2 separate regions of the Zea mays genome follow, and region 1 is linked to region 2. The links are chromatin contacts, called in public Hi-C maps. All regions are on one chromosome and are shown on one strand. The core of a region is the stretch at or near the end of the contact, and the rest is flanking DNA. Distances in the headings are between cores, read along the strand shown.

Region 1 (2,700 bases), core at 76-2,575, 470 kb after region 2:
GTTTGTATAAATCATGGTTAATTTTTAGACGAATCTATTAATCTTAATTAGTCTATGTGTTGCTACAGTAAATATGTGCTAGTTGTAGATTAATTATGCTAAGTAGATTTGTCTCGTGTATTTGTTGGGGCTTATACAATTAATTTCGTAATTAGCTTATATTTAGGTCTTGTTTGAGATAGCTTTAGATCATTAGGTTGCTCTAGAAAATTATAAAGTTGGAGCTGTAAGTCTTTAGAAGACAAGTCATTTTATTTATTATTTATATTAAAAAATATTTTTAGAACTATTTAAATTGATATTATAAACTATAGCTCCACAATAGAGTTGGAACCTAGAGTCATCTCAAACACCACATTAATCCTTATAATTGACATATAAAGTCTGAACTAAACTACGGTCCAAGGTACCCAAAAAAGACACCTTTGAGTGGAGTAGCTTCTAAGCGATGATATGACTGGACCAGCATGTCAACTCTACATGGACCACCATTCCATTTGTGCATGTCCAGCTCATTCCGTGTGGCGCTGGGCAGCCACTCTGTCACATGCCCACACATCTCACTCTCATGGAGCTAGCCAAAAAAGGCCTGCATTTGGGTCCACAGGATGCGGCTAGTAAAGAGAGTTTTATCCATATTATTCATTTAATCTGATGAGCACTTTGCTTTGCAAATGGCTGACAAGTTTATGCTGAGGAAAATATGGTGGACGAATAAATACCAATGCTCACAAATAAATGCACGTAGTTTCAGCATCTCTGTTGTCCCCCTCTTGAGAGAGGGAAAAAAGTATTCTTCCCTCCCAAGGACTAGTATCCAATCAAAAGAATCAATACCTTCTCATTTCTTTATATATAAAAAAATATATCACATCTTCTTTTCATCACAAAAAGATAGAATTGGTGATAGTTGTGTCTAGTTCTTAAAAAAATAATATTCCCTCTATCCTAAAATATAGTTTTTTCTTGCCTATTTTTTCCATTCACAATCGTTTAAATGATAATAAATATAAACGTACATGTAAACTACATTCATATATTATTTAATAAATATATTATTAGTCTAAGACGAATTCTATTTTGGGATAGAGGGAGTAATGTTTATAATATTCTTCTCGAAGTATATATACCAAATCTTGTGTTGAAAATATTGACACCCTTCTATCAAACTTTAAAAGATAAGAATAGAGCAGAAGTAGAATTGTTTCTTCTTTTTTCAGACGGGAGTAGAATCCTGCGGATCAGATAGATCATAGGAATAGCTAGCTAGTAAACAAATAAAAAGTAGACAGAGCTCTGCGGACACCAATATTCAGGAACAAACGAATAGTACGTGAGATTGCACGGTAATTAACTCATCCTCGTCCTCCGCTAGTCCGCCGGGTGAGTGCTCGGCGTCCATGGGCCATGGCCATGCAGGTCAGCATGCACGCAGACGGTTGCCGGTTGTCAGATCCGAATATTGAGGACACGTACTACTTTTGAAAGTGCACGGATTTATTCTTTTGGTTGGTTTGATACATTCGTGCGCGTGTTTTACTTTTAGTGCGGCCCCTGTGCAGTGGTCCATATTCTGGGCGGCGATCCGCAGGCGGGCTACACACACATACATGGCGGCGGAGGGCGCCGGAGGCCGGGGACGAGCCATGCGGTACCCGCCTCTGTCGGCGCTCGTGGTCTCCGCCATCGCGGCCTTCTCGGCCGTGATCGTCCTCGCCGTCGTCCACTCGGTACAGGATTTAAGCGGTTGACCGCGTGCTTGTTGCGGTTTGTTTGATTTTGTTTCGTCGGCGCAGGCGTACGACGACGCCATGTCGCGGACGCGGACGCTGCTGGGCCACAACCTGGAGCCGACGCCGTGGCACCCGTTCCCGCACGACAAGGGCCGGCCGCCGGCGCGCGCGGCGCTGCGGTGCGCGCCCTCCATCGCCTGCCTGCCGCCGCTATCGTCGTCGTCGTCGTCGCCGCAGCCGCAAGGTAACAAGAAGAAGAAGCAAAAGCAGTGCCCTGCCTACTTCGCTGCCATCCACCGGGACCTGGCTCCGTGGCGCGGGCAGGGCCGGGGCGTGACGCGCGCGCTCCTGGACGAGGCGCGGCGGCGCGCGTCCATGCGCGTCACCATCACGGGCGGCGGGCGGCGGCTGCACGTGGACCTCTACTACGCCTGCGTGCAGAGCCGCGCCCTGTTCACGGTGTGGAGCCTGCTGCAGCTGATGCGGCGGTACCCCGGGCGCGTGCCCGACGTGGACCTCATGTTCGACTGCATGGACCGCCCCGCCATCAACCGGACCGAGCACGGGGACGGCGCTCTGCCGCCGCCGCCGCTCTTCCGCTACTGCACCACCAGGGACCACTTCGACATCCCCTTCCCTGACTGGTCCTTCTGGGGCTGGCCGGAGACGAACATCGAGCCATGGAACCACGAGTTCAAGAACATCAGGGCGGGCGCCAGGGCAACGAGATGGGCGGACAGGGTGCCGACGGCGTACTGGAAGGGCAACCCGGACGTGGCGTCGCCGCTGCGGGAGGCGCTGCTGGGCTGCAACGACACGGCCCTGTGGCGCGCCGAGATCATGCGCCAGAACTGGGACGACGAGGCCAGGTCCGGCTACCAGCACTCGAGGCTCTCGGCGCAGTGCACGCACCGCTACAAGATCTACGCCGAGGGCTTCGCGTGGTCGGTCAGCCTCAAGTACATCC
Region 2 (2,736 bases), core at 153-2,652:
CACAACCTTTATGCCCAGCTCCTTCGCAAGCGGCTGCAACAACAACAACAACAACAGATAAAGAAGAGAAGAGGTAGATCATGCGGCCAATGCAAAGTAATAACTATATATCCTAGCTATGCTAGCTACCTCACCTTGTTGTCCTGGTTGCAGTCGAGCTTCAGGAACACAACATCCAGGTTCTTCTCAGACATCTCCTGGAATTTCGGAGCCATCACTTTGCAAGGCCCGCACCTGCAAATATTGTTAATGAACACACTGCTGTCTCAGATTCTACGTACACAATCATCTAGCTAGTGAGGTGAGATCTATTGTCATTAGAGATCATCACCATAAATTTCTGTTTTTGTTTTTTGGATCAAGGCATGAGAAGCAAACAACTAATAGGTCTGTGCTTGGTTCACCAAACCGATGGTTCATATCTACATAAATTTTATCAACCACACAACATAGAAAATCTTAATTAGTCATGACAATGCATGGTGAAGGTTAATTAATAACAGTGAACCCTTCACGCCTCCATCTATTTTCTGACTGGTATTTTATTACTATACATATTTAGCACTACAATAATAACATGTCCTTTAAAATAAAAAATAAATTTAAATGACTATTTTTTCAATCGAACCATACCATTTCAAGCACCTCTATCGATCACCGAGTCGACATTTGATCTAAACAAATCAAAGTTTTGTGATGTGAGTTCCGTCAGGTCGTCTAATAAGATTGGTTTCTTGGTGTTGTCCTGTTCCACGAAACGTCTCACCGCCATAGGTAAAGATAGAGTAATTAAGCCATATCCTTATCCTAATAATAGAGTAAAAAACACCTGGATTTTAGATTTGTGTCATACCATATCTATTTGTGTGTCTTGATTAGTAGTAAGTAAACTAAAATTCGTTAAAGACCGAATGGAAGAAGAAGAAGAAGATATATATATTGTAGTGTACGCACCATTCGGTGTACATGTCGAGGACGACGACCTTGTCGCCGGCGGCCTCGACGATGGGCCAGAAGGTGTCCTTGTTGACCTCCGTGACCTGCCCGGTGACGGCCTCACATCCCAGACCCACCGTGCTCGTCTCGATCCCGCTGGACCTCACCGGCGCGACTCCCCTCGTCTCGGAGGCCGTCGCCAGCAGCAGGCTCCTCTTCTGGGCCGCGGCCGTCGCCAAGACGGCCGGCCGGCACGTCGTCGTGGAGATTGGCGCCGGCGTGGAGGCCAGCCCGTGGGACGATGAGATTGGTAGGCGCAGGGCCATTGGTCTGGTCTGGTCTGGTATGGTCTGGTCTGGTGGATGGAGGTAGCTGACTAGCTGAGGGTACGGTACTACGGTAGCGGCGGCACTGGCAGGCTGGCGATGATGGAGGGGCAGAGCAAGCAAAGGTGGTGGGCTGTGGCTGTGATTGCTCGCCAGGATTCTCCAAGATAAGCCGCGTGGCGCCAATCACAAACGCGCCATCGTTGCCTGCTAATTTTTGGTTGGGCCGCGGATGACAGGCCCAGAACAAGCCCAAGCTCAGGCACATTTCCCTCTGCTTACGGCGGAACCTAACTTGCAAGCAAGCCGAGGACTTTATAAATCGAGGGACAATAGATTTATGTTTGGTTGGGATTCATGCATGGACTTACTAGGTTATACTGGTTCAGGCTTTCGCCCTAGTCCAGTGTAGTGTTATCAAAATATTGCTTTGAGACGTGTTACAACACGTGTGCTTGTGTGTACAAAGGGAGAGGGACTCCCTTTTATAGTTCAATGGACAGTCTTTACATGAGAGAGTTCTTCAGCTAATGTCTTGTGATGTAGTACGTGGTGGGCCCCTTGGGTCACTCTCAGCCTCTCAGGGCATGCCTCCGTGCGGCATGGTTTCTTCTGATGGTCATGTGATGTCTGTCTCGTCCATCCGACGTGCGAGTCTCTATAGCTTACTCTACGCCTACGGTGCCCGTACCTGATGGGTCCTGCAGAACGTGCTCTTGGTAAGGTTGAGGTTCGTGTTCAGAACAGATTTATCTTCCATCATTGCCATTGTGTCACTGTCCAGCATGCGCGAGTATGCACTAGACATGTTGTCCTGTCCGTATTGTACGTGAGTCGTTACCGTGGAGACTATGTTGTCGTGGCCCCCTTGGTACTGTACGCGTGGCACAAACATGGTTTGGTGATGATGTGTCCTGCTACGGCCGTCGTGGACCAATAACGTCGGCTTGGGTTCCTTCCTTGCGAGTTCGTTTGGCGTGATCTTGGTTGTATGCCACGCCTCGCAGTCTTGCTCAGCGGAGACTTGGTCGTTCACCCCACATCACAGACTTGCTCGGTGGAGACTTTATCGTTCGCCCCGCCTCGCAGTCTTGCTCAGCGGAGACTTGGTCGTTCACCCCGCATCACAGACTTGCTTGGCGGAGACTGCCTCGCAGACTTGCTCATCGAGGATTTGGTTGTACGCCCCGCCTCGCTGTCGTGCTCGGTGAACAGGCTAGAAAGAAGTTTATGGGCCTCGCCATGGGTACCCTATTCCTGGGTACCCGACACGAACCAATCTACTTTATTTACCTTTCTTGCCCTAGGAGTAGATGTAATGTAGCTTTAGTTGTAGCTTTCCACATATCCACACCCACCCCTATTCGACTCTACGTCATCTAGATCCGTCTTGGATGGTCTGCTGACCCTAAGACGACCCTAGGATCTTACCTCTCCTGATGAGCAAGATTTACTTCGTCTACTTCACTCAAGA

Evidence for each region. Hi-C and Micro-C count contacts between places; a contact is called where the count stands out from the background.
Region 1: a Hi-C map of leaf shows a contact between it and region 2, with 2.9 times the contacts expected there. The contact joins the promoter of LOC100285208 here to the promoter of LOC100283787 in region 2. A contact is called at or near these places in 9 of 25 Hi-C or Micro-C datasets (bundle sheath, ear, endosperm and 2 more).

Annotation. Positions count from the first base shown.
Region 1 is chr10:92,300,028-92,302,727 of Zm-B73-REFERENCE-NAM-5.0, forward strand. LOC100285208 (lipopolysaccharide-modifying protein) reads left to right here and starts at 1,326. Exons shown (of 3, transcript NM_001358231.1): 1 at 1,326-1,419; 2 at 1,563-1,730; 3 at 1,797-2,700. The coding sequence starts at 1,408.
Region 2 is chr10:91,827,523-91,830,258 of Zm-B73-REFERENCE-NAM-5.0, forward strand. LOC100283787 reads right to left here and starts at 1,403. Exons shown (of 3, transcript NM_001156686.1): 1 at 955-1,403; 2 at 135-234; 3 at 1-33. The coding sequence starts at 1,262.